Linked DNA regions of Mus musculus: regions 1, 2, 3 and 4 are each linked to region 5. The links are chromatin contacts, called in public HiChIP or PLAC-seq and promoter capture Hi-C maps. All regions are on one chromosome and are shown on one strand. Each heading gives the region's core, a stretch centred on a gene start, on an enhancer-like site or on the middle of the called end of the contact. The rest is flanking DNA. Distances are from core to core; before and after follow the strand shown.

Region 1 (5,196 bases), core at 1,266-3,765, 350 kb before region 5:
GAAGTGACATTTTTAAAAGTAGTACTCTCATAATTCTGTTTTTGCTTACATTTTTGAGAATTTCTACATGAGTACAATATATTTGTATAATTTCCACTCCTTTTCCTTAGTTTACTGCTTTGTGTGTGTGTGTGTGTGTGTGTGTGTGTGTGTGTGTGTGTAAACACAGCTTCCACCAAGTTCATCTAGTGTTGCTCATACGTCTCTATGCTCAGCCCTGACCACAGTTGGATAACCAACCCGGGGCTCCCCCTGGAGGATACTGATTCCCTTTCTTAGCAGCCATTGGTTGCCTATAGTGCTCACCTGGGGATAAAGCTCTGTGAGATTTCTCCCATCCACGGGCACGTCAGTCAGTTAGTGTAGTCACTATGCTGGTCTTCCTCAGGTAACTGTATTGTTGGGATGTCATGGATGCAACTTCCCTGTCTCATGCAGAGGACACTCTCTCATCGCAGATGTCCTGGGCCTCTGGCTCTTTCCATCTTCTGCCCCTATTCCTTGGTGCTCCCTGAGACGTAGGTATATGGGTTGTAGTGCATGTATATCAGTTGGTGTTGAACACCCTGTGACCAGTTGTATTTTACATTTTGACCAGTTGTAGATTTCTGTAATGGGCTCCAGCAGCTTAGAAAAGAAACGTCTTTGATGAAAGGTGGGAGGTGCACTTCCCTGTGGATGTACGGACAAATATTTCAAATGTGGTTACAAACTATACTGCTTTAGGAAAATGGCAGTTACCAGGGTCTATTTCCATGTCTATGGCCTTACCAGCCACAGGGAGGCTAGCTAGGTTTACAGGACCAGGCATTTTGAGATGGGGTCTTACTATGCCACCCTTTCTGGCCTGGGACTCATAGACATCTACCTGCCTCTACTTCCCAAGTGCTGACATTAAAGGTCTGTGTCATCATGCCTGACACTAGTAATTCTTCATCTAAAATACATGAGCTAAATCCTCGTTTCATTTTTGTTTTTTGTTTTTTTTTTACTTTTAGGGAAGTCTTGAGGTTTTTTCTGGACTGGGGCTGGTAGCAGGCCCCCCTTTAGGTGGCCTTTTGTATCAATCCTTTGGCTACGAGGTACCCTTTATTTTTCTGGGGTGCATAGTCCTGCTGATGATACCACTCAACCTATACATTTTGCCTAGTTATGGTAAGTTCAAACTTAATACTCGCTTTAGACCTTTTATTTTATTTGTATGTCTTTGTAAAGGATACATTACGGTATGTTGGCTTTTAGTTAATGTAATCAATGATACCTCTTTTGCCACACCCTCAAAAACTGGCTCTCTTTCCTAAAACATGGGTAATTAATTCATGAGAACTTTTGCTTACAGAGGACTAGGGATAAAGCTCAATTAGCAGACTACTTGCATCAAGTCCTAGGTTTGCTCTCTAGCTCCACACAAAGAGAACGATGGTGGTGCTCATCTTTAAAGCACCTCAGCTATAGGGTGAGTTTACGGCCAGCCTAGGTTGCATGAGGCCCTATCTTCAAACAAACAAACAAACAAACAAATAAATAAATAAAAGCATATCACAAAAATTTCTAGGTTTTAGGAGGATCAAAATACTTAATTTCTCCTCACAAGCCATTGCCATTGGGCTGAACTAAATCACCAGAAACTGCTGTGGGCAACACATTTTGTCTACAAAGCAGTAAAAGCAAGGTGAGATCCCTATAAGTTCTAGGCCAATGTGGCTTTAGGTTCTTTTGTTGTTTTTTTTTTGGGGGGGGGTGGGGTGGGGGTGGGATGGGGTGGTTGAGACAGGGTTTCTCTGTGTAGCCCTGGCTGTCCTGGAACTCACTTTGTAGACCAGGATGGCCTTGAACTCATAAATCTGCCTGCCTCTGCCTCCCAAGTGCTGGGATTAAAGGCGTGTGTCACCACCCCCCCCCCCCCCCCCCCCCCCCCCCCCCGCTCGGCTTGTTGGTTTGTTTTTAATACGGTCTCACTATGTAGCCCTGCCCACCCTGGAACTCACACGCCCAGAGATCTTCCTGCCTCTACCTTTCCCAACTCTAGGTTCTAGGTCAACTTTGTGTACTTAGTGAGTTCCACGCCATCCTGGGCACAAAGTGACACGTTTGTTTTTCACTCCGTGAGTTTCTTTGAGATACATCTCAAACAAACTAAAACATTCAGTGTAGCCGGTCAAGGCCAATTATTCCTTCCCAGTGGGCCTTCTGCTTGTCTGGAGCAGTAATAGTTACAAGGACACAGTAAGATAATAGTTCCTGGCACAGTAAAGGAATCATTCCGGGTCAAAGTTTCCATCCCCACATAAATCACTAATCACAGTGATAAGCAGCTGCATACTGTCATGGTTAACTGATAGGAGCTAACCAGGGCAAGGAGCACAGAACACTTTGGGCCATCAGGTTCTTAGCTGTGGCTCATTGGTAGTTCCCTTTGGTCCAAATGAAACTTACTAGCCAGGTTATGTACATTGTAAGCATTGATTCTTAGTAGGGTAGTCAACTTGTATTCTTGCTAGGTTACTATGGGGAACTGGGGAGAACAGAGCCAGCGAGGCAATACCACAGTAAACCACAAGGTGGTGCTTATCCTCTTTGCAAGTGTAAGGAATCAGTTTTTTGTTTGTTTGTTTTGTTTTATGTTGTTTTCCCTTCGTTTAGCATCCTGGGCTATGTCCAGGTATGATGGCTAAACAGTCAGCAACAGACCTGGGGAGATGGGTCAGCAGTGAAGAGCATTGGATGCTCTTGTAGAGGACCTAGGCTCAATTCCCAGCAACTACATGGTGGCTCACAGCAGCCATCTGTAATGGAATCTGATGCCCTCCTTCTAGTGTGTGTCTGAAGACAGCTGCAGTGTCCTCATATACATAAAAAAAAAAAAAATCTCAAAAAAAAAAAAAGAAAGAAAAAGAAAAAAAGAAAAGAAAAGAAAGGGGTTAGATTCTCATGTAGCAAAAGGAAAAAAAAAACTCTTTATTACATTAGGAAATGAGAAAAGATAGCTAAGACAGGCTAATTAAAACTGGAATTTAAAAAAATCCCTAAGGTCGATAATATTAAGTTTGGAGTGTTCCTAAATAAGTGCACTCTTACAGTTATTGAAAGTTTTAATGCCATTGAAAGTTTTAGGATAGATGTTACAGGAAATCTCCAACCCAAATAAACCCACGCAAAGAAAACACGACTCAGTTAATATGAATAAAACTGCATGCCTAGATTGGGCAGATCTGCCGCTACACTACCATCTTCCTCATCTGTGAGACCCCTTATTTGCTTGTGGTTCCTCCAGGCCACGGGCTTCTGCTCCACTTTCCTTCCACCCCCTCTGTCGTCCTCTCTTCTCCCTCTCCTCCATCTCGCCCAAACTTTCAGCTCCACCTTCTCTTCTCCTGCCCAATCACAGGCTCTAGCCTTTGTTTTACAAATTAAGTAGGGGGGAGGACTCATTCGTGTCCTAAGCCCCTCCCTGGAGAGTGGAATTAGCATCAAAATACAAGCAGTCCCTGGGCCATCAGCAACTGTAATGAAGTTGTCTTTTGTTTTGACTTGTGAGCAGTTAGAATCCTGTGTTCAATACCTGCTGCTCATTCCTTCCACCCCCATGGCCCGCCATACTTAGGCTACTTAGCATTGTGTGTTAGGAGTCCTTGACCCATTTCCATATCTGCTCTCCAGTTGTTCCCTGATGTCCTGTTCTAACAGTCATGGCATGCCACGCCTCTCATTAAAACCCTCAACCTGAGAATCTGAGGAGCCTGCTTTACACCATGGTGACAGGAGGATCTATGGAGTTACACAATAGTCCCACCTCCTTTGTGGGCCACATACTACAAGACCAGAGCACACATCAAGCCCACTTCTACTAAGTTTTGATGTGTGCACACATACTTACGGTAAAGTTTAATTTAAAATTAGGCACAGTTAAGAGATTAACAATATGGGGCTGGTGTGATGGCTCAGCGGTTAAGAGTACTAGCTGCACTTGCAGAGGAACAGAGTTCAAGTCCCAGCATCCACATGGTGGTTCACAACCATCTGTAACTCAGCTCTCAGGACAGAGCATCCTCTTCCGGCCTCTGAAGCACCAGGAACACATGGCAGGTTCCTGGCACAGACGGACATACAGGCAAAACACCACATACACATTAAATAATTAAATAATTGTAAAAGGAGATTAGCAATAATAATGAAAGCATAAAACAAGTACGATTACTATAATTAAAGTTGTTTAAAATTTAGAAACTCGTTGTTTCTGGATTTTTCCAGTTATTATTGTTATTATTATATAATTTTTTTTTAAAGACAGGGTTTTTCTGTGCAGCCCTGGCCATCCTGGACCAGGCTGGATTTGAGTTCAGTGATGCACCTGCCTCTGCCTCTTGAGTGCTGGGATTAAAGGCTTGCACCACCACGCCCAGCCATCCTTTTATTTTAAAACTTAAAACAATCGGTACATTTTACTTATTTCATTTTCTGTGTGTGAGTTTTTGACTGTGTGCATGTCTGGTGCTCACAGAGGTCAGAAAGAAGGCATGTGGGCACTGGAAACTAAACCTCTGTCTTTTGTAGGAGCAGCTAGTGTTCTTTACTGAGCTATATATTATAACAGATAATGCTTTCTGTATACGCAAGAAATGTAACAGATTAAAACAAAAGGTTTTTTTATAATTAAAAAAATTTTTTTGATTTATTTATTTATTATATGTAAGTACACTGTAGCTGTCCTCAGATACTCCAGAAGAAGGCATCAGATTTCATTACAGATGGTTGTGAGCCACCATGTGGTTGCTGGGATTTGAACTCGGGACCTTTGGAAGAGCAGTCGGCACTCTTAACCACTAGCCATCTCACCAGCCCTTAAAATTATTTTTATTTTAATATTATATTATTTGTTGTTTTCTCTCTGTCTCTGTCTCTGTCTCTCTGTCTCTGTCTCTGTCTCTCTCTCTCTCTCTCTCTCTCTCTCTCTGTGTGTGTGTGTGTGTGTGTGTGTGTGTGTGTAGCCCTGTCTGGCTGTCCTGCAACTCACTCTTGTAAACCAGGATGGCCTTGAACTTAGACTCCAACAACCTCTCTCTCCCAATTGCTGGGATTAAAGGCATGTGCCCCATGCCTGGTTATTTTTACCATTTTAAATTGTGTGATGGGGGCTGGTGAGATGGCTCAACAGGTAAGAGCACCCGACTGCTCTTCCGAAGGTCCTGAGTTCAA
Region 2 (5,283 bases), core at 2,014-4,513, 430 kb after region 5:
TCAAGTAACCTTTTTAGAGGGGGGGCAAAAAACATTGTACAAGACTCAAGCAAAAGAGCTGAGTACATCATCTCACCCATGCATACCGTAAGTGGCCACCTTAGTGAATTCCTCATCTACTGGGAGGGTTGGTTGGGGTAGAATGTTCTCTTGAAGTCACTAAGTAAACCCCTGTTTAGAAGTCAAAACAACAACTTCCTTCTCCATACAATTTCAAGGATTTGTTTCTCCCATGCTGTCAATCAAAAAGGTTGGGCTAGGGCAGAGTTGGCTGAAGTTGTAAGAAGCTGCTACGTTCGTTTTACTGCCCAGGTGCACACAAACATTTGCTGAGTCATTTATAAGGATGTAAGAAGTCAGGTCCCATGGCATGAACCAAGGCTGGTGTGTCAGTCTTTCCTTCTGGATTTCCTGGCACTTAATGACCTGCATCATAATAAAAACATACTTTCCAGTCTGTGAATGTCTTGAATGTCCTCTGTCACACACCCTTCTCCTTCTGTCCCATCTTGTCTGTATGATTTGTGGAGAGGTAGTCTTCTGTCTTCACCCTTTCAAGTGTTTTGATTATAAAGCTCCAAGCTACATTTCAAATGCACAGAATATTCTGAGATTTTCATGAGTTGGTTGTATATTTCAATAATCTAGTTCCTCTTAGTTAATTATTAAAAACCATCCATTTGGAACTAACTATGGAGTTACTGAGAATTTGAGGTGTGAATTTTATAGTAAAACCTAGTATTATAATGCTGACACTTTTTAACAGTAGTGCAGGATGATAATATACTCTAAATGGAAGGTGGAAGGGGGGAAAGGCAAAGGGAGAAAGGGAGAGGCAAGGGAAGGAAGAAGAGAGGTGAAAATTAAAGTTAAAACACAACGCATCTGTTTCCTGAGAAGTTAAAGGTGGTTAATCCTCACTGAGAGCAACGAAATCGAGACTTCTTATCTTCCTGTTCTGAGTGGGCGTCGGTCGGGCTTCTCTCTGTGACTTCCCTTAGCTTTATGAATGGCCGTTCTAAAAACACTGCCCAAGTTACTCAATTATAAAAAGCCCAACCACTTACCCCTGTGACTGAGCCTGCCCCCTGGATACAGCAAGCCATTGGTGGCTCTCAGGTGGACTTGTGGTTTCAGAGACTGCTCCAACTCTCCTGGCTCCCCTCATCACATTGCAGGCTAGAGAGCTCACCTCAGAGCCCACATCCCACCCCAGATGAGCCTCACCCTTCCCTTCCCTTCCCTTCCTCACTCATTCCACCTTTCTGACCATTGCTGGTAGATATAATTGGGAGTTTAAGACTTGAAAGATTTCACTGTGGCTTCCCACATAGTTTGGACTTTAAAAAAAAAAATATCATCAAAGAAGACAGCAAAAGTGCAAGGCCAAGTTGCCTATACTACACATGTGGCTACTCACATAACTTGCCATGTTCTTTCTTTAAATAGGAAGTCTCGGGCCTCTTCTCTTTGAGGAATGCTTGGAAAGAACATTGAATAACAATGTCAGAAATCCTTCCAGCACTGCAGAGGCTGCTCACACTTCAAGCCACTCACACCTTTCGCTGTTGACATGTAACTGCACTGTACAGCATGTGGCTGGCTTAACAAGGTAATTGTGTGCAGATGATGTGGTCAGCCACTTGAAGTGGCTAACTCCCTTACCCCCTCCCACCATCGCCCCCCGCCACCCCTGCTAATCATCCATGGATGGATTGAAAAAGTTTTAAAACTGGCCCACTTAAATGGGCTGTTTTCATGTTATAAATCTATAGTGTGTTGTCTCCAAAATTAGTCTTTGCCGATATACTCAGTTTAAACTTATAGTCAGAAACACCAACTATGAGAGGAAGCCAGTGACAAATGATGTAGCTTTAGGGAAAGCATGGGATGGTCCCAGAATCTTTCTATGTCCAATGAGAATTGGAGATAAACACACACACACATACACACACACACACACACACACACACACACACACACACACACACGCAAAGAGAGACAGAGAGAGAGAGAAAGAGAGACAGACAGAGAGCCAATAAACAACACAGGTCCTAAATGAATGCACAGTGTATAAAATTGGTCCTTACAGAAACTAAGTAGCAGTTCTAAGAAACAGAGACTAGCTTAGATACATTGTTTACTTTTAACATCAACACACGAGCAGGGGATAAAGCTGTGCTTTCCTTGATTTAACCTCCCTCCACGAGCCTGCAAGCTATTTGAGTAGCAAGAGGCTTCATCACTAATTGTAGACACTTGGGGAAGTCAGTAAAAATATATTATGCACTGATGCTTAGTTTATAGCCGGATTATAACTAGATACAACCGTCTATGGTTTTGCTGTTATGTAAACAAGTGCTTTACTTCAAAACAGAACAAACCCCAACAACATCGTTAGATTATGGGTTTTAGGATAAGTTAAAAAAAAAAAATCCAAGCCTGGACCTCAGTACAGCCATGTTTAAAATATCCCAACTGAACCCCTACTGGCCTCCTTATACCTCTTTCTTCTCCCACTATATTCCCTGACACTTAGCTTCTGAACACAGCCATTTGGTCTGAACTCATAAACTTATTTTTCTAGAAAAGCCATGCCCAGTCATTCCCCTTGCCTCCCTGGACCCTGAAGACAAGTTCTTACATAAAGAGTGCTGAAAATCTCCCTGGGAACCTACATCCTTGGCTTTCATATCTTTCAGCCATCAAAATGGTTATCTCCAGTGACCAAAGATCAAATGCCTGTATTTCAGATACAAAAGTTGCACATAGGAATTCTGGGAGGAGAGGAGGCATTTCAAATGGCTATAAGCACCCTTCTCCTCTCAGTAGAAGAACACCAAGAGACTACAGCCCCGTAAAGAAAAAAAAAAATCCAAAACAAAGAAAAATATTTTTTTTAATTTCTAGGGGCCCATGGTATTTGCCTCTTGAGCTATTTGAGTCTTGAGAAGTTTTTATGTCAGTAGCCAGAACTGGCAAAGAGATTTTTAAGAAGAAAAGATCAGAGAAATAATCGTTTATTTCTAAGTTATATTTCATCAGGAGGGGTGAGAAGATGATATGGAGAAAGTTTTACTTCTTGGTGTTGTGCTGGAAACACAGCGCCTTTTTTTTTTTTCCTGGCGAGCTAAAGTGTGCCAGCTTTTTCAGACGGAGGAATGTGGAGTGTCAAGGGGTCAGGATCAATCCGGTGTGAGTTGATGAGGCAGGAAGGTGGGGAGGAATGTGAGGAATGTCCCTGTTTGTGTAGGACTCCATTCAGTTCTTTGGCGAGCCGGCTCCCGGGAGCGTATAAAAGCCAGCGCCGCCCGCCTAGTCTCACACAGCTCTTCTCTCCAAGAAGACTCAGCCAGATCCACTCCAGCTCCGACCCCAGGAGACCGACCTCCTCCAGACGGCAGCAGCCCCAGCCCAGCCGACAACCCCAGACGCCACCGCCTGGAGCGTCCAGACACCAACCTCCGCCCCTGTCCGAATCCAGGCTCCGGCCGCGCCTCTCGTCGCCTCTGCACCCTGCTGTGCATCCTCCTACCGCGTCCCGATCATGCTCGCCTCCGTCGCAGGTCCCATCAGCCTCGCCTTGGTGCTCCTCGCTCTCTGCACCCGGGTAAGCCCCGGGACTGACGGAAGGGACGGAGGGAGGGCAGAGTGAGCTGCGATCACAGACTGACCTCCCTCCCCTTCCTCTCCGCAGCCTGCTATGGGCCAGGACTGCAGCGCGCAATGTCAGTGCGCAGCCGAAGCAGCGCCGCACTGCCCCGCCGGCGTGAGCCTGGTGCTGGACGGCTGCGGCTGCTGCCGCGTCTGCGCCAAGCAGCTGGGAGAACTGTGTACGGAGCGTGACCCCTGCGACCCACACAAGGGCCTCTTCTGCGATTTCGGCTCCCCCGCCAACCGCAAGATCGGAGTGTGCACTGGTAAGACCCTCAGCCCCATTCCAGCCCCCTTTGCAGAGGCCTCACCTTTTGGTGTTGGACCACCACCTCTCTCAAGTCCAGCGTGATACCCTCTAGAAAAAGAAAAGCCCCTATCCGCAGCTGCTTCCAACCGGCCCCCTGCAGTCCTGACCCTAGCTCGTCACCTTGACATGTACAGTGATATAGCTAGCTGTTCTGATCCCTGTGACCCTACGCCTGACCTACAACTTTGTCTTCCTCTCCCGCAGCCAAAGATGGTGCACCCTGTGTCTTCGGTGGGTCGGTGTACCGCAGCGGTGAGTCCTTCCAAAGCAGCTGCAAATACCAATGCACTTGCCTGGATGGGGCCGTGGGCTGCGTGCCCCTGTGCAGCATGGACGTGCGCCTGCCCAGCCCTGACTGCCCCTTCCCGAGAAGGGTCAAGCTGCCTGGGAAATGCTGCGAGGAGTGGGTGTGTGACGAGCCCAAGGACCGCACAGCAGTTGGCCCTGCCCTAGCTGGTGAGTTGTCACCTTCAAAGTTACTGTTATTCATTCTCCCCAACTTCAGGGCCAATGCCCAAGTCCACCAAATTAAGGGGAAATTGTCCTATCCGGATGTTTTACCTTGTGTTTGTGTGTTCTGCTCTCACAGCCTACCGACTGGAAGACACATTTGGCCCAGACCCAACTATGATGCGAGCCAACTGCCTGGTCCAGACCACAGAGTGGAGCGCCTGTTCTAAGACCTGTGGGATGGGCATCTCCACCCGAGTTACCAATGACAATACCTTCTGCAGACTGGAGAAGCAGAGCCGCCTCTGCATGGTCAGGCCCTGCGAAGCTGACCTGGAGGAAAACATTAAGGTACATCCTCTGCCCCTAGTCACTCCGTTTTACAGAATGACAGGGAAGAGAACCGAGCTGGCTGTCTCACCTCCCATGTTATTAGAGGCCTGTTGTCTCCAGAAATATCTAACCATGGAGCTGTCTGGCTAGAATGAGAGATGCTGTAACAACAGCTGCCAGTTTTCCACTACAAAATTCCCCGTGGTGCTAGTTAATTCAAGACACTCCAAATGAGGCCATGGCTATTTTTGGAAAACTGGCAAATGAAACTCCCAGTCTCTCCCCTCAGAATATAAACACAAGTCAGATGACATAGGGCTAGTCTACAAAGGCTTGAGGAAGGCCACTCCCGTTGTAGTAATTGCTGTTTCTCCTTCTGTCTTCCTTAGAAGGGCAAAAAGTGCATCCGGACACCTAAAATCGCCAAGCCTGTCAAGTTTGAGCTTTCTGGCTGCACCAGTGTGAAGACATACAGGGCTAAGTTCTGCGGGGTGTGCACAGACGGCCGCTGCTGCACACCGCACAGAACCACCACT
Region 3 (4,956 bases), core at 552-3,051, 380 kb before region 5:
ATTAATATTGCCAGCCCTTTCTAAATTTCTGCAGAAACATTGAGATAAGCAGATTAATTGGCTGGCTTTCAAATGATGGCTTATCTTTACAGAAGGTTTAAATCTTGTCTTTAAAACTTGTTTCCACTAAAGGGCCATCAACATTTTAAAGAGAAAAGCAAGACTTACCTTAACCACTACGCAACTGCAACCAACCACCTTCCGTGGTTTGCCCTCTCGATCGATTTTACAGAGGCCTACCCATTCCCCTAGTTTCTTGTTGTCATCAACCTATCAAAGACAAAAGCAATTACTAACAAGGATTGAAACTAGTAAAAGCTGACCCTCAACATTCCCAGGGTGGCTGTTTCAGGAGGGTGACGTGCAGTTTCCTCAGCGAGATTCAGAAGAGGGAGACTGTTTTCATCATGTACAGCCCACGTGAAAATCATCAAAACTACCATGCAAGTTAGTGCTGGTGCCTGTGGCTCAACACCATTATCACTAAGGCTTACCTTTATCAGGTTGATTTGGTGCTCAGCACAAAGTGCCTCCACCAGCTTGACATACATGGGCTCATCACAGTTGGATGCGAGCACACACAGATGGGCTTGGCGCCTAAAATGCAAAACTCAAAGGTGAAACCTTCAAGGGTCTTCACTGTGCTAGTAAACCTGACCACACAGGATTTACTGTACCAAACTGCAGACTAGCCATTCACTTTCCCTGTACAAACTTAGATACCAATACCACACATTATAATAGGAAACCTATTTATGGCCAAAGGAAACTATGACCACTTTCAGGGTATTTCCAACTTGAAAGCTGATCCAAAGCAGTCCTGTGCAGGAAGCACTGTAAATATTCACAACAGCATCCAAAATCACCTGACTTTACCTCAAACAGTAGAATACACGTGCATAAGCCTAATAAACCATGCATGTTCTCAAGTCTCCCGGATATAGCTAGATTTCCCCGACACCACAATATTGTCGTTTAAGTATTTGCAAACTAAATAATGATGCCCCCCCCTTTTCCATCTTCTAGCAAAACTACCGGACTATCTATCCCCACGAGCTACAGGTTTGTCAGACTAGCTGTTTCTCACCCATGAACGGGGTGAAGGGGTATCCGACAATTCAAGTCATCATGCAAACACTGTAGCTTTACAAAACTACTGCTCGTCATCCCCGATCCACACAGCAACCCACACATCCTAAGTGGGCTAGAGTTGATACCTTTTCCTAGGTTTCCTGCTGGCCGGATGACATTCAGAACTTTTGTGCTAACAGCATGAACTTCACGCTCTCTTCCCTTGGCTGCTGCAGTCTTTGTTCCGGCTGCAACACCCCACAGTATTGAGACTGAGACACGTACTTGTCTAAGGCTTTGGCAGCTTCGCGTATGCCACGTGCTAGGCCATCGTGGATGAGGGCGGTCTTCAGCACCTCTTGTAGAGCAGTGTTGACGTCCATTACACCTCCAGCAGCTATGCTGGAATGCAGACAGAGACGTTAGGACCCTCGGCAGGCTAGGGATGGGGAACTAGCATGGAGAAAAGCCCAGACCAGCGCCGCCCGCGGGAGGCCCACGCCCCACTCGCTCACCCTTCCTCGGCCATGGCGGTGAATCACGGGTGACGCCGAATCTTGAACGCACTGAAAGACAAAACATCAGTAAATCGCCCGTTAAGACCCAAGTACTTCACTTTTGAAGCCAAGGCGCAGTAGACACGCTATCGCCGGCGCACGAGCTGGGATCACACTCACCCCGAGCTTCCGCCTCCGCGCAAGTCGGCGGCGGCAGGGGAAAAGGCCGGCGGTGGCCGCATGACGGTATTTAAGCGCTCCGCTCGACTTCTGTGCGCATGTGCAACTCCTCCCACTAAAGAGGTGGCTCCGGTGGTGCCGTGCCTTAGGAGTTTCCACTTCCGCCTTTAGGAGCGTCCGTGGTAAGAACGCGGCTGGATTTCTAGCAGGCATCGCAGCGGGCAGCCTTTGCCCAGGGGGCGTGGACCACAGAGGTCCCACGATCCGCTCCTACGGAACACGAGAGGAGCCAAACTACTGCCGTTTTCTTCGCTGCTGAATTACTTTGTTTTAAGCAGTTTTTCCACGTCTTATCGTGAAGTTTCCTGTTGCCAATACTGGCCGATTAGGCTGAGTGTGTCCACATTTTGGTCCTTTGGTTTTTAGCCTCTCTGAGTGGCTGTGATTTGTGTATGATCACAAACCCCACTGCTTTGCAACGTGTTTAAGCAGACCTTGCGGCCAGGTCAGATCCCGGTCTGAATGCAACCGGTTCTGAATGAACATTTAGGTAATGACCCTAGTTTTTTTCCCGAGTCGCAGCTTCGCAGACACTGGATCCCTGAGGTACATGTTAAACTCTCACTGTGGATCTGTCACTAAATTCCACCGAGGATTCGGCTACCAGGAGTGGAACTCCAGAATCTTAAAGCCAGTTCCCGCCTACGCCGACAAATGCATTTTAATTTCGAAGGAATCACTCGCTCTTCTACTTCCAAAGCAAATACACAAGACATCTCTCTCAGAAGATATCCCCGAAGCCAACCAGAGCTTCTGATGGCCAACCTGGTGGATACAGTGATCATTGTCGGGCTCATGAATTTCATGAGGATATAAGAAAGTTGATGGAAGTTTTAGCTTTTCCAATAAACGTTTGGGTTTCACCCCTAAAGCCTCATGCTTGCTTCCTTACCCCTGCAATTCAAAAAAGTATTTAATAGGTGGTTAGTTTCTGTGGGCGTATTTCTGCCAGTGTCTATGGTGCTGTTTTAAAGATGAGAGACGGCGGACACTTAAAAGTCTGCATTTTAAAAGATAAAGCTAGTATTTTAGCCAAAGAGTAACATACCAGAATGCCACGGTGCTGGGGAGTGGAGATGATGTGGGAACGCAGGGGATTTGGAGTTTATGGCAGCATTTAAAAGAGGTTTTAACTAGAGTTCCAGCCAGGTAAGTGCAGGAAGAATATTCAGACAGGAAGAGAGAGCAGGAAGGCACACGTGCCTTTTGGCTGTTTTGGAAGTGATTTTGAAACATTACACAGTCGGAAAAGAATGTGGTTAAGTAGAGTTTAAGTAGTTTCCTTAGTATAAGGCTATTAAAAGTTAATGTGTCAAACCATACATAAGTTGCAAGACTTTCATCCCAGCACCTGAGAAGCAGAGGCAGGTGGATAGCTGTGAGTTCCAGGCTACCAGGAAGACAATGTCTAAAGCAAAAAAAGGAAAACATTTAAGTGTTAAGCATATTAGAGTTCTCTTCCCGGAAGAAAAGTCTCACAGAAGAGACTAGATGGTAAAATTGGAAAATAACTACTGCATTTAAATACTAAGAAGAAACAGCTGAGTCCTTTCAGCTTGGTGCCTAAGTTTTAGTGCTGCTTCCAACACAGTAGCAACCAGCTCAGACTCTCCACACCTTTGATGTCAGCTCTCTGTCCTAATAGTCCACCCTAATGAATGCCTTTCTGTCAGCAGTAAGCACCCCCTTTTAACAACTGGAGCCCCTCCCCCCTTAAATCTTGATTGTGTAATAATTTTAATACCCAAAGGGAAGTTATTTTCCATGTGATGAGGATTTTTGTTTTAGATAAAGATTCTCTTATTTCACACACTCTTTAAGAGTAGCCTCTCAATTTTAGGTCTTGGCAAAGGTGGCGGAAAATTCATATAGTGGTTAGTGGCTCTTACCCAGTACATTCTAGCAGTCACATAATATATACAAATATGAGCTAGAAAGTGTACATACAAACCAGTGGGGCGTGGCCCTTCCTGGCAGATAGCTGTACCTGAGCCATCCCCAAGATGGAGACCAGGAACACAATAAGGGCCTAACTCCAGGGATCTGCTTCACATAGCCAGCCACATCCACTTCGAAGCAGAAATCAAAGCCAGTTACCACTGATCTTAAAAAGATAAATGGTTGATTGCCATATGCAGGGATCCATCCCATAATCAGCTTCCAAATGCTGACACCATTGCATACACTAGCAAGATTTTGCTGAAAGGACCCAGATATAGCTCTCTCTTGTGAGACTATGCCGGGGCCTAGCAAACATAGAAGTGGATGATCACAGTCAGCTATTGGATGGGTCACACGGCCCCCAATGGAGGAGCTAGAGAAATTACCCAAGGAGCTAAAGGGAACTGCAACCCTATAGGTGGAACAACAATATGAACTAACCAGTACCTAGGAGCTCTTGTCTTTAGCTGCATATGTATCAAAAGATGGCCTAGTCGGCCATCACTGCAAAGAGAGGCCCATTGGACTTGCAAACTTTATATGCCCCAGTACAGGGGAACGCCAGGGCCAAAAAGGGGGAGTGGGTGGGTAGGGGATTGGGGGGGTGGGTATGGGGGACCTTTGGGATAGCATTGAAAATGTAAACGAGGAAAATACCTAATTTTAAAAAAAGATAAATGGTGTAATAATAGGAAGGGGGAGAGGATGAACAGAGCTTTGTGCATGTACAAAAGGAGACTGTGTCAAAAGGGACATAGTCCTGTCATTTCCCCTTGTGTTTCTTTTCTTTTCATTAACCAGTATTCCACCAGGGCCATTAACTGTGAAACAAAGTTACTTCACATTAGACTGAAGAACTCTGAAAGAATTTTTCATTAATTTAAAGAATCATACAGCTATGAAAATAAGCCCGTACCTACTGACAGAAGGCAGGCGACTGTAACACAGTGACAACACATTCAATTCTCCCCAAGTATCAATGAATAAATGATTAAAAAACAACAAACAAACAAACAAAAAAACGTTGAACATGGTAGCTCACGCCTTTTAACCCAGCACTTGGGAGGCAGAGACAGGCAAGTTCAAGGCCAGCCTGGTCTACAAGTTCCAGGACATCCACCAGTGTTACATAGAGAAACCCTGAAAGAAAAAAAAAAAAAAAAAAAAAAAAAAAAAAAAAAAAAAAAACAAGATGAAAAGTGAATAA
Region 4 (4,802 bases), core at 503-3,002, 330 kb before region 5:
AAATGTATTCTGCAAAGCCAAAAGATTTTCTTTTTGTTGTTTTTATTTATTTATTAGCTTTGTTTATCTTTATGTGTATGGGTGTTTTTTTAAATTTTATCTACATGTATGTCTGTGTGTCACATATATACCGAGGCCAAAGAGGGTATTGGATCTCCTGGAATTGGAGTTACAGATAGTTGGGGACCATGATGTAGGTGAAAGACCCCCGAAGGGACCCTCACTCAAGTCTCAGTATAATAACGGACCTTCAAGAACTCACGAGAGACCAAGCTTGATGCAAACCACATGAGGCTTTATTCGGGGAAAGCCAGAGCTCTGGGGATGACTCATATCCCACGCAGGAGTAGAGGATTCGACCCCGAGGGGAAAGGGGTTCCAGTTTTTATAGGCCCTCAGGGGGGAAAGGAGAAGGGGGGAGTAGGGGATTTCCAGATCTAAACAATGTAAAATGATTGATTTCTCAAGAAATGGGTATGGGAGGGAAACAAGGAGAGTCTAATGCAGGTGTAGTAACTCCGGATTGGTCCCAGCTGTGGTTGCTGGGGAGATTTTCCGACTCTATCCCAGCAACCAATACCACAAACACCAGGCAGTGAGGTGCAGCAGTGGGCACACACCTGTGTTCAAGGAACGGTCAGAACATTGGCAGACACACGGGTTTGAGGAGGGACCAGAGCATTGTGCACCTCTATTTTTCTAAATCAGTGTAGCTACTTCTGCTAACAATGAAATCTATTTTGCCAATTTCAGGGCTTCTGTGACCTTTTACATTCTGGCAGGATCTTTCATAGGTACGAAGAATTGAACCCAAGTCTGCTAGAAGAGCAGCCACGTAATCACTTCTAACTCTCTAGCCCCACAAAGTCAAAGGTTTAAACCTATAATGCAGCCTTGGACCTGTGAAGAGCTAGCAGGAGTCCTTGGTATCCATAGAACATGTCTTAGGTAGGAGCTTTTGAGGGCATCAAGGCTAGAAGGGAAATGTAGCTGCTGGATTTAGATGGTTAAGGTTAGACTTCAAGTCAGGAATCTAGACAGAAATTTCACTAAGTCTTTCGGAGGAAGCCAGGTTGGCAGAAAAATCAATGAACTGAAAATCTCCAAGGTCACTTCAAGGAAGTGAGGGAACACTGTCTCGCAGGGCAAGCTCAGCAAGCTGTGTCCTCTTAGGCCCTAGCCATCAATCAGTGTTGTGTTGACGCCGTGCACTAGCAGAAATCTCTGAGGCATTTCCTTGGAGTAGGGCTAAGTATTAACTTCATGAAACCACTTGATCCAAGGGAAAAGGACTAAAACATGGAGTTTCCCAGATCAAATTAAAGGTTCATAGCCAAAGGCCATTTCTTTTTTTTTTTTTTTCTTTTTGGAACTGAGATGGAAACTTTATTTTCCTAATATTCCCACATCAAGAACTCAGATTGTGCTGAGAAATACAAAAACATCCAGTGCCTCTGTGTGGTAGTCAGTCATCCTGTCCTGGCAGAGCCTTAATAATGGAGTTATTCTACATTCCAGCTGAGCAGGCTCATCCTCATCACATCAGCTCTTGAGGGAAAATAAAACGGCCAAAGGCCATTTCACTATCTTATCACAGTAGCATTGAAAAAACTGGGTGGAGATTGCTGGGGAGGGAACTGAGAAGAGTAGAAAATAGTCCACAAAGCGACCCACTGGTTTTTTAACATCTAATCTTACGTAGGGAACAGTTAGAGAACAGTTAGCTGAGTAAGACTTAAGTCTTAACTCAAAGTCCACATAGATCTGGACAGGGACCCAGTTGGATCAGTCTCCCAGCGCTGGCTGCTTGTCCTTGCCTGGGAGTCGGGAGAGAAGAAAAAGCACTTCTACATGGTTGGCTTTGAGATCTTGCCTTGCCTACACCAGTTCATTTTCAGAAAGAGAAGATGATAGAGATAGAGAGACACAGAAAGAGAGACAGAGACAGAGTTACAGAGAGACAGACAGACACACACACAAAGAGATGAAGAGAGACAGAGAGATACAAACACACCCAACATGAACCCCCCTCCCCCCACAGAGACTGGGAGAGGTAGTGGGAGAGGGAGAGGGGGAGGGGGAGGGGGAGGGAGAGCATCATCAAGGTTTTAGGAAACTAACACAATCGATAAAATGACCTTCTTTTGAAAATAGATCAGTTACCTAGAGAACAAAAAATTGTCATCTTAATAGGGCTCTCCCCTGGATAAACTATGAACCCAGATCATGGAAACAGAAGGGTTTGGGCATTTATGGAAAGGGACAAGGCAGCCTGAGGCGATGTGCTTCTCTTAGGCCTGGTGCATAGGGTCAGGTTTCACTTTCCCTGAGAACCAAACTGTAACTAATTCTTTATAGTTGTACTTACCTATTTACTTGTTCACTTATTAATTTAGTTCTTTCTCCAGCGGCCTACAGACCCCAGCCCTTTTGGTAGCATATAGTTTCTGAAGTGGCAGATTATAATATTTTATGTGATATATTTTATTTCAGTTCTGCTTACAATGACTTAAGAATGTCCCCAGTTCCAGCGAATGACAAACACTGCCCCTGCAAGCATTTACTAGTCACCTTAGAAGTTTATGGGGACAGAAAAACCAGAACGTTGCTGTGTACTGTGTGTCGTCTCTCTTGCTCACTGGTTGTAGGATGAGAGGACAGAGTGTCACTAATGTGGCCACAGATGTTGAACAATCTTACTCAACAAATCGTTAGCAGGTGGCATCTAGAAACTAGTTATGTAACTTTTGAAAGGTCTCTCGGCCTCTGAATTAAGGCCTTTCCTTACAGATTTGGCTAAGATCAAGGCTAAGATCCCATTTGTGCCTTTCTCTCTGCCCCCTCAAGCCCCATCTCCTTCCCAAGACAGGATCTCACTGCACTCGCTTAAGCTAGGCTCAAACTGGCAAACTCCCTACTCTGAGTATCTGAACGCTGGGGTTACAGGTAATTGCTACCATATTGACCTTATGCTCATCTTAGCAGTGAAAGTGGTTAAAATGTGCCAGAAAGAATTACAGCTATCCTAAGTTCATATAAAAAACAATCTAACTTAGGGCATCTGTAGCACTGAATTGTTCCATCCAAAGACTAAGGCTTAATTTTAGGCACAGATCCTATAAAACAGTGAGTCTATATAGCTGTGGTTAGTAGAGTTTCAACACTACTGAAGCTGGAAAGAACCCAGATGCCCCTCAACAGAGGAATGGATACAGGAAATGTGGTACATTTACATAATGGAGTACTACTCAGCTATTAAAAAGAATGAATTTATGAAATTCCTAGCCAAATGGATGGACCTGGAGGGCATCATCCTGAGTGAGGTAACACATTCACAAAGGAACTCACACAATATGTACTCACTGATAAGTGGATATTAGCCCAAAACCTAGGATACCCAAGATATAAGATGACTTTTTTCAAGTCACATAATTCTATGGTTTTTCTCTTTATACGCCCTGGGATAATATGGCTAAATGCTACATCTTGAATATCTCAGGTCTTGGAACACAGTTCTGGCACCAGGTACAGATGCCAGCACCTGAATAAAAGTCTCTTCTTTGTTAAATATCCTCGTGGCCAGACTGGTGAATCTCTGAATGACCTAGACCCATAGCACCCAGTCAGAATTGGAATGGGGAAGTTATAAGAGGGCTGGAGAGATCTCACATGTGTCTGAGTTAAGTCCAGGCCCAGGGGAATTTTCTCTGACTCTGCAGTCATCTGTGCTTGCACCCCTCATAAATGAGAGCAAGTTCTGCTAACAGCATTTATCTTTTTTTTTTTTTAAGATTTATTTTATTTATTATATGGAAGTACATTATAGCTGTCTTCAGACACTCCAGAAGAGGGCATCAGATCTCGTTACAGATGGTTGTGAGCCACCATGTGGTTGCTGGGAATTGAACTCTGGACCTTCGGAAGAGCAGTCAGTGCTCTTACCCACTGAGCCATCTCACCAGCCCCAGCATTTATCTTTAACACACTTTAAGACTTCAGCAGTCCAAATGAAAAGCCCCGTACAGCACCCTTGCCTTGCACTGTTCTATGCTGTAGTCTGTACTCTGAGCTGAAGCCAAGCCTAGCCTCTGACATGCAGCACCAGTGAACTTTGCTTCTAACTTAGTTTACGTAACCTTTCCTACCTTTTTGGCTTCCAAAAACTTCTGGACTTAACTTCCTTGACCATGCCAGTAGTATACCAATAACATACACATTTGGGAGGCAAGTGAATCATGAGTTCAAGGCCAGCCTGGGCTATAGTGTGGACCCTGTAAGAATAATACAAATGTGCTGGTGTAATAGGGGCAAGGCTCTTTCTTATGGGGTCTATCAATGCTTTCTCACGGAATTGAGGCCTATGGCACAGGGGGAGAATTCCTGTCTGGTACTGTAAATCATATCAAAAGCCCATTACTAGAGTTGTAATAGGCACTAATGAGAACCCTACAGCTGTTGCTTTGCCAAGTGAAAATGAAGAGCTGATCAAATTGCCTCTAAATAACTCTTTATCCCCACCCAGTGGTGCCACTTGTAACCTCCCCTCCCCAGCCTGAAACTTGTTTGCTCAGGTTTCAGTGTTAGAGAGCATCGGGCGGAGCTTGCGGCCTTATCGTCCTACTACTCCCACTGCCGCTGCCTGCCACCTAGCTGTATCACCTGTTCACCTGTAACCTTACTCCAAGATGATTTGGCGGGAATCGGGCCCCTTCCCCTCCTTCATAACTCGGTGCACGAACTAGTAAAATTGAGCTTTGATCAGAATTTTGTCTTAGCTTCATCTTTCTCTTGTCTGCCTAGCT
Region 5 (4,890 bases), core at 1,984-4,483:
GCTAAGGCCATGCTTTCTGTCCCGGGCCTGATAGCCTGATAGTGTCTAGTCCTTCTTAGCTCAAGCTTTCTGACTGCTGTTCCCAGAAGGTCTCCTAGGACGAGGTCTCAGCATGCATCTCAGAAATAATATTCTCTCAAAGCTTGAGTTCATGTTCAAAAGTAGCATTTTTATTAAAATATCTGGAATTGGGCTATCCAGCCATTACCTCCTGCCGTCCTTAGTCAAGTCCTACCTGTGATACGGGAGGTCAGTGTTTGTGGACTGACTAGAGAAGGACATTTTTGCATGCACACACACACACACACACACACACACACACACACACACAGAGAGAGAGAGAGAGAGAGAGAGAGAGAGAGAGAGAACTTGTATTTTTGAAGAGCCAAAGAAACATACTGAGATCTTCAGCGTAACGTTTTGTATCCTTAAAAGCTGGCTTACGTTTATTACTAAGGAGTGCATGTGAGGAGTGTGCAGCCCAGCCACAGTCCGCCAGATACTGTGCAGGTCACAGAGCGCATTCTGAGCCCAGAGCCCTTCACCAGCTTAGGCTTCCTCCATGCCCATCACTGTGCATTTTCAGTACCACTAATCAATTTACCTGATTCTTAAGCTTCATCTGATCGAGTCAATAACGTGGGGGTTTTGTGTGTGTTGAGCTATACTCTCGACTCTGTGGACTCATCTATGTGGAAATGGTGGTTCATTTTCCTTTGAAGTAAGTAGTCCTTATTCAGACATGTATACCAGTTTACTTTAACACTGTTGGCAAACATTCAAAGTCTTTTCCAGTTTATTGTTTTGTTTTGTTTTGTTTCTGTGCTTTTCTGTTGATGCTGCTTCTGTTCCTGGGTTGGTGGATCTTAGGATTTGTGAGTAGTCTGCATTGGTAGAAACAAGAAGAGCTTCCTGAAGTGCTTGCTTCCTCCAGCCAGAGCTGACCTAGCTCCAAATCCTTGCCAACAAGAACAGCCTAAAGTTTAATCCATTTCAGCCACATTCTTATCTCATAGTGGCTTAATTTGCATTTCTAATTTGAGTCAGGTTTTTGTGAACATAGCTCTTAAGAAATTCAGTGAACATAGAACATTCTGTAATTCAGCAAGCTCTGTGTGTGTGTGTGTGTGTTTGTGTGTGTGTGTGTGTGTGCGCACACGCATGCACACTGGATTAATCTCTTCCAACTTTATAAAGTTAAATCTCAGCCAGAGTTTCAAGGACTCCTGAAAACTCTCCTATCATGTGCAGGTTTTAGTGTTAAGAGGCCATTTGTCATGGGACTTATACATTATTTACAGATTCTCATAATGGAAGCAGCCATTTGTAAGAGCTACTAGAGCAGTGATCGTCAACCTTCCGAACACTGTGACCCTTTAATACAGTTCCTCTTGTTGTGGTGACCCCCCAGCCATAAAATGACTTCACTGCTATTTGATAACTGTAATTTTGCTACTGTTATGAATCATAATGTAAATATCTGATATGCAGGATATCTGATCTGTCACCCCCACACAGGGGTGACACCCGCAGGTTGAGAAGCACTAGGCTAGAGTACCACCAGGATTAGGAGGTATTTTCTGATACTAGAAGATGGGAGTTATTGACATAAATGTTTCAAGAGTGAGCCATGCAGTGAATTAACTGAATTAAGAATTGAAGAAAATTAATAAATAGAATTTAGAACAGTTAACTGTGAAACAGTATTTGACTAAAAAAAAAAAAAATCCATACATAGTTGTTCTAGTGAACTCTCTGCCATTAATGGGTAGTTACAAACCCAGGGTCAAACAGATGGGCCTAGTTACATTCTGTGGGACCAAACAAAAAGGAATGGGTGTGGGAAGATTTGTAAAGAAGTGTGGCTGGCAAGGCAGAGGGAAGGGGAAGGGGAAGAGAGAGCAGCCATAGTCATTACATACAAGTGTGAGATTGCCAAAGAATAACATTTCCAATAAGAAAATTCTGGCATTTAAGTATTCTTTGTTTTTAAGGAGACTCTAAGGTGGCTAAGAACTTTCTGTAAACAAACTAATCATATACATTGGTAACAAAATCTTCTTGTTGTGGGGCTGGAGAGGTTGCTTGCAGAGAGTGGGATTTAGTCCCCAGCATCTACAAGGTGACTTACAAACATCTGTAACTCCAGTTCCAAGGGATGTGACACCCTCATCTGCCCACCCTGGGCACATGGTACACATACATACCTGCATACATACATACATACATACATACATACATATATACACACACACATATAGGCTAAACATTCGTGCACACAAAATAAACAGCAAATAACTAGAAAAAGAAAAAAAATCTTCCCATCAGAATTTGAGTGTAGACATTTCTGCTAAAGCTTGTATAATAATATTAAATGTGCTTTTCTGTGTATGTTTTCTGGAGCTCTCTGGGAAGATACTCGGTAAAAGCTTGAGCCTTTGCTATAAATGTTAGAAGAAGATAACAGAAGCATGTTTTATGTTGAATCATCTGTCTGTCTGTCTAAAAGACCCACATTGTCTCCATGCAGTGCAGTAACTGTTCTTACTTCACACTCACTGTCCCTGTTTGTTAATAAGAATCTCTGTTTAGCTCTGGGCCTGCAAGGTTCTGAGGGGGTTCTTAAGTTGGTTCTGGGAGGAACTGAGGGAGTGAGTCTAGTCAAAATTTATTGTCTGAAATCCTCAAAGGATCAATAAAAATAGTTTTTAAACTATAGGTCATCTTGTTGTTCTGGGGGGAAGTGCGTTCTGGTCTAGTGAAGAGACGTCCATTTTTGCCTCTGAACACATGAGTGCACAAAAGGGAAGCGAGTATTTGGACTTTTCTCTTTGGCATCACAGCAGGCTTTTCTGTAAAAAGGACTCCAGTCCCCAGAAGTGAGCAGATCTGCTGTCACATCTGAAAATAGATGGCTGACATTATTTACCCCCTGGAGTACCCACAGTTCTGGTATTATAATTTTCTCATGTCCAACTGTTGACGCAGTCCAGATACAGGTAGGAGAGAGAGTATTTCTCCTGGGGGAATCTCAGTGAGAAGGGCAGTTCTGGTTTCTATGGTGACTTGCCCTATGGGGTAGAGTGTCTGCTCTTGGCGGTGGGAGTATACTCTTCTCACTTCATACACCAGTCTTAATCAGTGGCCGAGGTGCTTCCTGGAACTCTCTCTCTTGCCTGTGTGTGAATCATCTGCCGGCTCATGCCCTGAGCGTGAACTCTCTTCCCTTTGGTTCCTGTCCTGCCTTGTGATCTGGGAAACTCCCCTGCCTGGATCCAGTCGAAGTGCACAGAAGTGCACAGCCCGCTGGTCCCTTCTCTCCTTTTGTGGCCACCGGGTCCACACTGTTCTTACTACTTCAGATGACAGCAGCCTCCACATTGTCCTCTCTGCCCCCTTTCTTGCCCTCTTATCTTCTCCACAGTGACAACAAGGCAGATTTTTAATGCATGAGCACACGTCACACCCAGATTTCAATTCATCTGTGACTCTCTTGGCCCTTGCAAGGAAGTGTGAGCCTTGTGCTGTTCACACCCGCATCCAACCTGCCTCCCCCACTGCCCACCTCAGGTTCTTCCTGAGGCTTCTTGGGCTGACCCTTTCACACCTCAGGGCCTTGGAACCCGCTTCCCACCTGTGCCTGCAGAAAGGTAACACTGAGTTCTCCGTAAACAGGCTCAGTAGGACTTTCCGAATGGCTCTCCCACTCCTAAGGGGAGAACAATGGTTCATGGGCTGCAAGCAGCCGCATGTGTATTACCCTTTTGTGTATTCAGGTGACCTCAGTACATTTATCTAAGGGATGTCTTACTTGGCTATTCTTTATAATCATTTTCTCATCATCTTGCTTTCATTTTATAATGCCTTTTATCAGAAAAATAAAAATTTAATTACGATTTCCGCCCTGTGTTCCCCCATTAAAATGTTAATCTTTGAGAGAAAGGTTTGAATGCCTCAGTCACCAAAGTATTAAAAAAAAAATTAAGAGCATGAGGTTATAATATGCAAAGGGTATTTTTTATGATTTACCTTTTCTCCTGCACCTGCTAGCTTCATGTATTCCATTAGTGGGTGTTAACATCAATATATTCACCACCCTTTATTCATGAAAATTTTATCTGAAGACTGAATGTTTGTTTATGAGCCGGGGATCTTGGCACCTATCCTGTTTCCAGAATGCATGCTTAGAGATCTACATGGATAAAGTGATGCAGTCCATATGCCAGCATCCCCATGTGAACACAGCAGGCTACATTCAGATAAATAATCACAGTTACTTTTAGCCTTATTTACCATGAACAAAATCTATGCACAGGGATTGGTTGGATCACAGTGTTGCTTCCCTTTTATGAAATTACAGTTTGTGGTTAGTTGGGCAATGGTCCTACATGTATTTGGTTGCTTGAAGCTGACTAGTTTTTGTTTCCTGGAATTATTTTGACAATACATCTCTTTGAGTTCTTTATGAAATCCCTTGCCTGTTTGTTCTGTAGCCATTCCTGAGCAGCACTTTTCATTACAGAGTAACTGCCCTGCATGTGTATACCAGAGTTCCTTTTTTAAAAGTAGTTGATACTTTTAGTTACTTTGGAAGAATTCACATAGGACATGAACTGTGTTCTGCTTTGGTGTGTTTATTGTCTATAGTCTTCCCTCAATATTACTGTTACCAAGATCGGTGAAGAAACCACGGCTGAGGTAGTAATGTGTTTGTGATCAGAGTTGTGACCATTTAACTTCTGCGGGGGAGGGTTGTCTTCATCCCCTTTGAAGTCAAAGAGAACACCCACAGACATCACCGAGGGCTGGCTGGCTGCAGCTGCTTGCAGCCCATGAACCATTGTTCTCCGCTTAGGAGTGAGAGAGCCATTCGGAAAGTCCTGTTTACTG

The links. Promoter capture Hi-C pulls out the DNA fragments that hold promoters and counts their contacts. HiChIP or PLAC-seq counts read pairs in DNA pulled down with a chosen protein or histone mark.
Region 1: a contact with region 5 is called in an H3K27ac HiChIP or PLAC-seq map of embryonic stem cells, with 6 read pairs. The contact joins two enhancer-like sites. A contact is called at or near these places in 1 of 39 promoter capture datasets (neural stem cells), 1 of 15 datasets of contacts at CTCF or cohesin (pro-B cells), 17 of 115 datasets of contacts at active chromatin or transcription factors (acute myeloid leukemia, bone marrow-derived macrophages, differentiating embryonic stem cells and 7 more) and 4 of 9 other capture datasets (adipose tissue, embryonic stem cells, liver and 1 more).
Region 2: a contact with region 5 is called in an H3K27ac HiChIP or PLAC-seq map of embryonic stem cells, with 2.4 times the contacts expected there. The contact joins the promoter of Ccn2 here to the enhancer-like site in region 5. A contact is called at or near these places in 6 of 115 datasets of contacts at active chromatin or transcription factors (the NIH/3T3 cell line, embryonic stem cells, epiblast stem cells and 1 more) and 2 of 9 other capture datasets (adipose tissue and embryonic stem cells).
Region 3: a promoter capture Hi-C map of neutrophils shows a contact between it and region 5, with 7 times the contacts expected there. The contact joins the promoter of Rps12 here to the enhancer-like site in region 5. A contact is called at or near these places in 12 of 39 promoter capture datasets (the 3T3-L1 cell line, 3T3-L1-derived adipocytes, the HPC-7 cell line and 9 more), 3 of 484 Hi-C or Micro-C datasets (B cells, bone marrow-derived macrophages and rod photoreceptor), 21 of 115 datasets of contacts at active chromatin or transcription factors (the 230-238 cell line, acute myeloid leukemia, bone marrow-derived dendritic cells and 12 more) and 3 of 9 other capture datasets (adipose tissue, liver and pancreatic islet).
Region 4: an H3K27ac HiChIP or PLAC-seq map of extraembryonic endoderm stem cells shows a contact between it and region 5. The contact joins two enhancer-like sites. A contact is called at or near these places in 7 of 115 datasets of contacts at active chromatin or transcription factors (the 230-238 cell line, bone marrow-derived dendritic cells, bone marrow-derived macrophages and 3 more) and 2 of 9 other capture datasets (adipose tissue and pancreatic islet).

What each region holds. Positions count from the first base shown.
Region 1 is chr10:23,809,791-23,814,986 of GRCm38.p6, forward strand. Slc18b1 (solute carrier family 18, subfamily B, member 1) reads left to right here. Exons shown (of 14, transcript NM_183116.2): 6 at 999-1,155. Among named protein-coding and RNA genes, the nearest start is that of Slc18b1, 15 kb to the left of the region's middle. Within about 2 kb of position 2,516, at least 42 of the 459 cell types and tissues checked have an H3K27ac peak or open chromatin away from gene starts, as enhancers often do. A contact at or near this core is called in differentiating embryonic stem cells, embryonic stem cells, epiblast stem cells and 2 more, where this site is marked.
Region 2 is chr10:24,592,179-24,597,461 of GRCm38.p6, forward strand. It overlaps Ccn2 (cellular communication network factor 2), which reads left to right and starts at 3,264. Exons shown (of 5, transcript NM_010217.2): 1 at 3,264-3,610; 2 at 3,698-3,920; 3 at 4,169-4,420; 4 at 4,554-4,765; 5 at 5,137-5,283. The coding sequence starts at 3,548. It overlaps Gm15270 (predicted gene 15270), which reads right to left and starts at 3,625. Exons shown (of 5, transcript NR_163910.1): 1 at 3,463-3,625.
Region 3 is chr10:23,785,408-23,790,363 of GRCm38.p6, forward strand. Rps12 (ribosomal protein S12) reads right to left here and starts at 1,802. Exons shown (of 6, transcript NM_011295.6): 1 at 1,749-1,802; 2 at 1,587-1,637; 3 at 1,357-1,473; 4 at 495-597; 5 at 169-270. The coding sequence starts at 1,600. LOC115487513 (a small nucleolar RNA gene) reads right to left here and starts at 1,136; the gene lies at 1,063-1,136. It overlaps Snora33 (small nucleolar RNA, H/ACA box 33), which reads right to left and starts at 44; the gene lies at 1-44. It overlaps Snord100 (small nucleolar RNA, C/D box 100), which reads right to left and starts at 414; the gene lies at 347-414.
Region 4 is chr10:23,835,014-23,839,815 of GRCm38.p6, forward strand. No RefSeq gene overlaps it. Among named protein-coding and RNA genes, the nearest start is that of Vnn3, 14 kb to the right of the region's middle. Within about 2 kb of position 1,753, at least 8 of the 459 cell types and tissues checked have an H3K27ac peak or open chromatin away from gene starts, as enhancers often do. A contact at or near this core is called in adipose tissue and extraembryonic endoderm stem cells, where this site is marked.
Region 5 is chr10:24,161,513-24,166,402 of GRCm38.p6, forward strand. All of the region lies in intron 2 of Stx7 (syntaxin 7), which reads left to right. Among named protein-coding and RNA genes, the nearest start is that of Stx7, 15 kb to the left of the region's middle. Within about 2 kb of position 3,234, at least 229 of the 459 cell types and tissues checked have an H3K27ac peak or open chromatin away from gene starts, as enhancers often do. A contact at or near this core is called in the 230-238 cell line, B cells, the HPC-7 cell line and 19 more, where this site is marked.